Linked DNA regions of Mus musculus: region 1 is linked to region 2. The links are chromatin contacts, called in public promoter capture Hi-C maps. All regions are on one chromosome and are shown on one strand. Each heading gives the region's core, a stretch centred on a gene start, on an enhancer-like site or on the middle of the called end of the contact. The rest is flanking DNA. Distances are from core to core; before and after follow the strand shown.

Region 1 (3,807 bases), core at 954-3,453, 170 kb before region 2:
GTGCATCTACCTTCCCTTTATTACATCAGCCATTCCATGCATAGTGATACACACCTACCATCCCAGCTCTGGGGAGGCCGAGGCAGGAGAGTCATGAGTTCAAAGCCAGCCTTAGCTACATAGCAAGCTCTCCTCTTTAAGGCCCATGACTCCCTCTCAGAACAGCAACAGACTGCTGTCAGGAGCTTCTAGCCTAGGGTTTTGCATTTAGTCAGCCATGAGCCCATAGTCAGCCAATCGTGTTTAGACATGGGGGGGCAGGGGGGAGGGGCACCGCACACGCCAAACTGCCCCTAGTTTTAATGCACTGTTCTAGACAAAAATCACATAACTGTGTTCTGTGAAGTCTCATTCTCTGATTGGCTTACGGATTCTGTGCTCTGTGAACTCTCAAATGACAAGACTGAGGTCAGAATCACACATGCATCTACTCCAACAAAAACCCTTCAGAAAACCCTAGGCTGAGGACTAGGGAGCCATGAAGCCCTTGGAATAAGTCACTCTTGGTCTCTCATGCAGCAGCCTGCAGAGAACCTCCCAAGGTTAAAGCCTGGAGCTCTCATTTCCCAGATGGGTGAGAAATGAGCCCCCAGCTCCTCAGGTTTACAGTAATCCAGCACAAACTGAGCCAGGTTCCAAAATTCAGAGCCCCACTCAGAGGTGGGCACTCCTCGAGTGCCGGAGTCCGCCCCAGCTCATCCCAGCGCTTCCCTGCATTGTACTGCAGAGCCATACTCAGGGTGGGACGTCAGGAGTGTTTGTGGTTGTCGGGGAACCAGGATGTCCAAACCCTTGACTGAAAAACCACGCACTAAGTTAGGCACTGTCTGAAACCAAAATTGAGACCTTGCGACACAGTTCAGTGGAAGCCCCTGGAATCCTGTCTGTTGAGCAAAGGAGCCAAACAATAACTACAAAGCCGGGGAGGAACAGACAGAACACAGTACCAGTAAACCCCACACTGCTTCCAGGAAGAGAAGCCAGTGTCACACACCAGCCATCTGCAGAGCCAACATCCTTTTCTGGAGGCTGCCTCAGGCTGCACTCTAGAACTAAGTCACTGGACAGGATTTATTTTTTTAATTCTTGAATATGTTTTTATTCTTTACTTCTATTTGCGGCTTCACTGCTCAAAACTTCCTACAATGGACACAGAAAAGGCAAAGGCTACAGATTTTACTTTTGTGTATTTGTAAGTAGAATACACAATACATTTCAACATAGTGATACAGTAATCTACAAAGAAATGTATATCATAGAAGAGGACACTGATTAAAGAAATACAAAGATATGGCATTATTTCTTTTCCTTTTCCTTTCTTTTGAGTCAGAGTCTTATCACATAGCCTATGCTGGCCTTTAACTCACTACATAGCCAAGGCTAATAATTTCCAACTTCCAATTCTCCTTAGCCTTCTGTCTTTCTTGAGGTCCAGGGTTTGAACTCTGCCCAAATAAGCAGTGGCCATAGATGACACAGAAACTAAGGCAGGTTACCACTTAGGGTTGTTTCAACTCACAACCTGCAGATCAGCAGCTAACAGCAAGATGTGCTAGTAATGGAGAATTAAAAGACCAGTGGTACGGCGGTGGTGGCGCACGCACGCCTTTAATCCCAGCACTCAGGAGGCAGAGGCAGGCGGATTTCTGAGTTCGAGGCCAGCCTGGTCTACAAAGTGAGTGAGTGCCAGGACAGCCAGGGCTACACAGAGAAACCCTGTCTCGAAAAACCAAAAAAAAAACAAAAAACAAAAAACAAAAAAATCAAGGGCTCTCTCTCCATCACTGGAGGAAGCAACCATTGTCTTTGACTCTGTCCTAGAGAAAAGTCGCAGTCAACAGATAGGGTCCTTTTGCCACCAGGTCCTGGTCTTTCTTCCACCGTTCTCATCAGAGATGTCACAAAGAACAAGTCACAGCCCCTAAAAATGCAGCCTCTTCCTACAGAGTCTGCAGGGCTTCAAACCCTCACGAGGGTGGGCTTGGGAGAAAAGGCCTTCCTCACCTCCCACCGCAGGGCAGAGGAGGGGGGTGCTCCCCTGCCTGTCGCAAGATTTCTACAATCAGTCCAGATAAGGATTCTGGCTCTGGCTCCAACAATATAAACAAGTGTCACCTTGGTGGCTGCTGCGTTATACACAGCTAGTTCCCTTCCAAGCTGAATCTTGCTTAATTTGCCCTGATCCCGGTGGAGTGGAGGCTAAGCTCAAAAGGGTCAGGGTGACGAGGAGCCAGAGCCTGGTCCTCTGCCACAGAGCAGGCTACAGGACCCAGCACCAGGCCAGATTGCTAGGGAATGAGTCACGGCCATTACACTCACTGGTACGCTGGAGCGCAGACCTCTTCGATTCCATTCTCCTTTTGGCAATACGGAGGTAAGACCCCTCACATGTGGTGGTGGTCCTGAAGTAATGAATGCTATCCCCCAAGTAAAGGTTGGCTAATAGTGAGCAAACCCAAAGCCAGAGGCTGACGAGTTACCTCTTCCTTATCCCCAGTCGGAGCTCTCCCCCTGTAGCTGGCCTGGGGGGGGTGGGGGTCTCAGTGCTGTGTGGTTCTCAGGTCATTTGCTCTTTGCTTATGTTGCTGGGGACAAAACCCAGGCAAGTGTGTGGAGCAGCTGCTTTAAGCTCTAACCAGTGGGCGCTTCCCCGGCCACTTGCTTTCAGACCTGAGGAGAGACTGGTCCAGCACTCTGCCTGTCTGGTCTATACCAACAAGGGCATGCGGATACCAGTCACTCAAGGATGTGAACGGCAGCTGTGGACAACAATAGGCCTATGTTGTCCTGCCCCCAAAGAGGCTAAGGCCGGAGGATTAAGGGTTCAAGCCACTACAACAAAACCCCTTCCCCCTTCTCAATTTTAAAAAAGGTTACAGCTAGCTCCTCAGGAGACCAGGAGTCGGCCTCCTTATGCCTCTTGTCATGACCAAATTCAACATGGACAAAAGACTCCAAGAAGGTCAAAGACTTATTTTCAGTCCCACTGGAGACCACATATTTCTGGTGTTAGAAACCACCTCCACCTCCACCCCACTCCTGCAGCCATGACGTAGACAATTTGGGACACAGTAGGCCTCCCCCATAGAAGACAGAATTTTAATGTAAGTTATTGTCTCCAAGGGTCTAGCCTGTGTTCCACTGACTGGAACAACTGTGTAACAATTGGACTATCGCCTGTACAGGACCTCTTGTCAGCCTTGGAACTTCTGAGCCACCTGTCCCCTTTAATGTCATGTGAGGATGATCTGCACCTAGGGAGTCTCCATCATCCACACACTGATCCTAGCGGAGACTGCGGCCCTCCCGGGTCAGGGAGAGCATTGACCCGTCCTTGCATACTCAACATGCTTTGAACCTCTTTTGCACAATCCTCTCCAGGTACAGAATGCTGATCCTAAGAGTCTTCCAGTATTACCAACCCAACACCTCCTGACACAGTCAGAACTCGAACTCACTCCTTCTGCAGGCTGAGCCCCTGCTGCTGCTGTGTTGTTCTCTAAAAAAACCACCTCTACCTTCTCAGACTTCAAGCCAGACTTTCTCTTGGCCAGAAAACCACAACAGGACAGTGTGCCTAACTGTGTGCTCTGCCTAAAACCTGGGACACAGCAGCACAACCAGAAAATTTCTACACCTTGGCTCTTCCACACACTGTGGACAACACTGCTCCCTGGTCAACACTGTAGCTTCTTCCTACTGAGCTATCCTCACTGCCCTACATGAAAGAATTCACACATTCTGAGGCTCATTTGCTCTTCACATACACTGAAGTCAGGTCATGCTCTCATCCATCCATCCATCCAT
Region 2 (3,411 bases), core at 108-2,607:
CAGCACTCTGCCTGCCTCTGCTCTCACGTTCTGGGATTAGAGGCTTGTACTACCATGCCCTGGCTTGACTCTATACTAATAGAATCGGGGCAACGGCACTCTACTGCGTGAAGTGGGGGGAAACAGCAATCCCCTGCCCCATAGGTGATATATAATACCTACTCAGCCTCAAGAACTCTCCAGCCTAGGGTCCTGCCTGTGTTCAGAGCACAGAGGGCAGGTATGTAGAATGGTTATACTTGATCTTTGCCAAAAGATCAAGGAGTGACTACCATGACAATTCAGAAGTGGACCTAATCCTCCTCTTTGTTGTTACCACCGTCTGTATAACACGATCTATATTTACCCTTCTCACTGTATAAGGTGACTTTCCACATAGCCTAGCACACCTTCCAGTGGAAAGACAAGCCTCCTGATTTGCAGTCCTAGGTGGTGTATGGCACATGCTCCAGTCACCCTGCCTTCACAGCAGACTGGCAGAACCTAATCTATAGTTCTCTCCCCTCTGGAAAGGTCTTACTTCTCCACACTCACTGAAGCAGCGCTCTCTGCCTCTATCCATGGCAACAGGGGTGGGAGGAAGAACCAAGCAGCTGAAATTCCTGCTAGCCACAGTCCTCATCCTGTGATACTCATGACGTCTACACTGGCCACATGACTTGAGACCTTCTCCTTGGGGACACCTGGAAGCAGGACACTGGGCTTGGTGACAAATCAGAAGTGAAGTACAGTGGCCTGGCAAAGCCCCAGTGCCACCTCTGGCTTTGGCTTTTTGCCTGGGAGATTATTCCCATTGCTTTCTGATTGCTGACAGAAGCTCTGAACTTTCCAGAGAAAGAGCCACTTGTAGGCCTCTCCTCAGGTCAGGCCTGGGAAAGGGTGTGAGGGAGAGGGAAGCACAGGGCCGTGTCTCACTGACAGTACTGATGAGGGGCAATGTTGCTTCACACAAACATCACACATGCACACACGTGCACCCACACGTACACACACACACACACACACACACACACACACACACATACACACACACCACACGAAGCTGAAAGGACAAAGGCAGGCGGAACAAGATCGTAACAGAGGTGCTGAGCTTCGGAAGATCCTCTGGCCACTCCATCTCACCTGGCTCCTCTGGCTTGGGGGTAAGGCCAGGACCCCTGTAGTCTCGGGTGAGAGCCCACTCTGCCCCAAGCTTTCCTTTCTCTGAGACACTGAGTCATTTCCTTTCTTCAGCTGTCACCTTTGAACCTTCCCTTTCCCTTCCCTGCAGAAATGACTCACTGCTGAAGTGTTGGGTGACACCGAAGATCAAGGATAGATGATAAAAATATTCCCGATTGTGCAACGTGGTGAAGGGGATGCAGTGTTTGCACCTAGACTCAAAGCGCCAGCCAGGAACCTTGAACGATGGCCACTGCTTGGTCTCTTTGCAGAAGTGGCGCAAAGACCAGAGTCAAAACATATGTTGAGCCACGTCAGCTTTGTCCTTTCAGACGTGGCTCTGAGCACGGCCATACAGACCTTTAGCACGACAGCTAGGTTCACAGTGAAGGAGCCAAAACAAAGCCCGTGTTCCAGGAGCAGTGGAGACGAGGCCCTGGCCTCTCCACTGTAGCCCTGAAGCAGGGTTCTCTCTGGGCTTTCCAGAGCAAGCGACTGTACTGTGCCAGTATCAGAACTGCGAGTGAAGCCACCGTGACAGAGAGGCTCCAGGCTGTCTGCTGCCCTAACACATAACCCCGACCGACAGCGGGGTCACATCCTAATCTGTCCTACGTACAAAGTGGCACCACAGCAACCAGCTGCCTTCCTAGGGGGAAACTCACCTCCTTCACCCAAACCCACTGGCAGAGTGGATGAAACCAGAGAGCTTCTTCTAATTACACTTCATGGACACCATAGGCTGAACAAAACAAACAGCTAAAGAACAACTCCCCGGCCGGCCGGCCAGGATGAGATGGGAGTGAGGGGCAGCAAAGTCACCCCATCCAAAGACGGGGGCAGAGGCCTGCACAGAGGTAAAGAGAGGAGCAGGTCTGTGTGTGTGGCTCTTACCTGCAACCCCACTATTCGGAAGGCCAAGGAAGGAGCACGGCCCTGAGTTTAGGCCAGCCTGTGCTATTGGCTACCTGTAAGTTCCCGACCAGTCTGGGCTACAGAGTAAGACTTCCATCTTAAACAGAAATAAATAAGTAAGAATAAATAAATAAATAATAAATAGAAAGAAGGAAGGGAGGGAGGGACGAGTGAGTGTGTGTGTGTGTTATGTGGAAATCTTACAGAGGTAATATCACAACAGGAGAATTCATTCTTCAGGAAATTAAGGGGTGGGGGGAGCATCCTGACACACTTCGGGTGCTATTTTAGACAAATAAGAGGCCTGGCTAAGCAGTGATACTAAGCTTGCTTGCTTTTGAAAGGCCTTCTGACTCCTCAAGAGCCTTCTCTCTAACGCACATGTACACACACATGATGCCTGCCCCTCTTTGGGAAGATGTAAGACCCAGAGTTGCTTATGGAACTCTCCTCTTCAGTGAGTCACTGGCTAAGTGAGGACAGGGACAGGATGCTAGAGGAGCAGCTTACAGAAACAGACCTTCCCCTGCACACACCTGACCACACAGGCTCGCCTGTCACCATGCCCATGGAGAGGCAGGAAAGCTAATATCAGCCTCTGGCTGACCAGGGACCTCAGACAGACAGGATGTCCCATGACTCCCACCCTGGATCCCAACAAGTGTTGGCAGGAACAGCTCTGGACCAGGCTGTCCTCATGTGGCACAAAGGGCTGCTTCCCAAACTCACCCGAGCAGGCAGTGGGAAGGGAGGCGCCAGCAAGCCGAAGGAGGCTTTTCTCAACTGATCATCTTGGGAAAAGGCAGATACAAATTTCATGGCTGGAATGCAAGGGTTGTGAAATGCTGAAGACGCCCCAAAGAGGGCCCAGGACTTGCCTTCCAGGAAGGCAGTGGGAAGAAGGCTGGCAACAGTGGATCGAGCAGAACAGGTTACCAGAGGGGCTGCCTTTCTGGGAAGCAGGAAATAGGGCTCCGGAAAGAAAGAAATCCCCTGGTCCTGAGGTGGGAGATGAGCCAGAGATAGGGTTTGTTTCTGAAGAAGAAAATGAGGCCTGTGTCTAAAAGTAATTCTATAAATGAGCCAGTTATGACACAGCTCATTATTTCTAGAATCATCGGGGCTAATGAGAGGTCTTTCTTACAGTGAAATAAGCCTGGCAATCTGCTAACATGGACCTAGCTTGTCCTCGGTGCCATGTGAGAGCTTGTCCCTATTCATGCTACAACCAGTTAGTTACCTGAGTTCCTCTGGTGAGATCATTATTATCTCAGAGGCACAGCCCGCATGGTCCTCACCTCACGGTCCCTGAGCACAGGGCAAGGAGGACCACAC

The links. Capture Hi-C pulls out chosen DNA fragments and counts their contacts.
Region 1: a contact with region 2 is called in a promoter capture Hi-C map of liver. The contact joins two enhancer-like sites. A contact is called at or near these places in 2 of 115 datasets of contacts at active chromatin or transcription factors (effector CD8 T cells and pancreatic cancer cells) and 2 of 9 other capture datasets (adipose tissue and liver).

The regions. Positions count from the first base shown.
Region 1 is chr19:46,626,972-46,630,778 of GRCm38.p6, reverse strand. The region is part of intron 2 of Wbp1l (WW domain binding protein 1 like); the gene reads right to left. Among named protein-coding and RNA genes, the nearest start is that of Wbp1l, 30 kb to the right of the region's middle. Within about 2 kb of position 2,203, at least 37 of the 459 cell types and tissues checked have an H3K27ac peak or open chromatin away from gene starts, as enhancers often do. A contact at or near this core is called in liver, where this site is marked.
Region 2 is chr19:46,457,372-46,460,782 of GRCm38.p6, reverse strand. The region is part of intron 8 of Sufu (SUFU negative regulator of hedgehog signaling); the gene reads right to left. Among named protein-coding and RNA genes, the nearest start is that of Trim8, 43 kb to the left of the region's middle. Within about 2 kb of position 1,357, at least 73 of the 459 cell types and tissues checked have an H3K27ac peak or open chromatin away from gene starts, as enhancers often do. A contact at or near this core is called in liver, where this site is marked.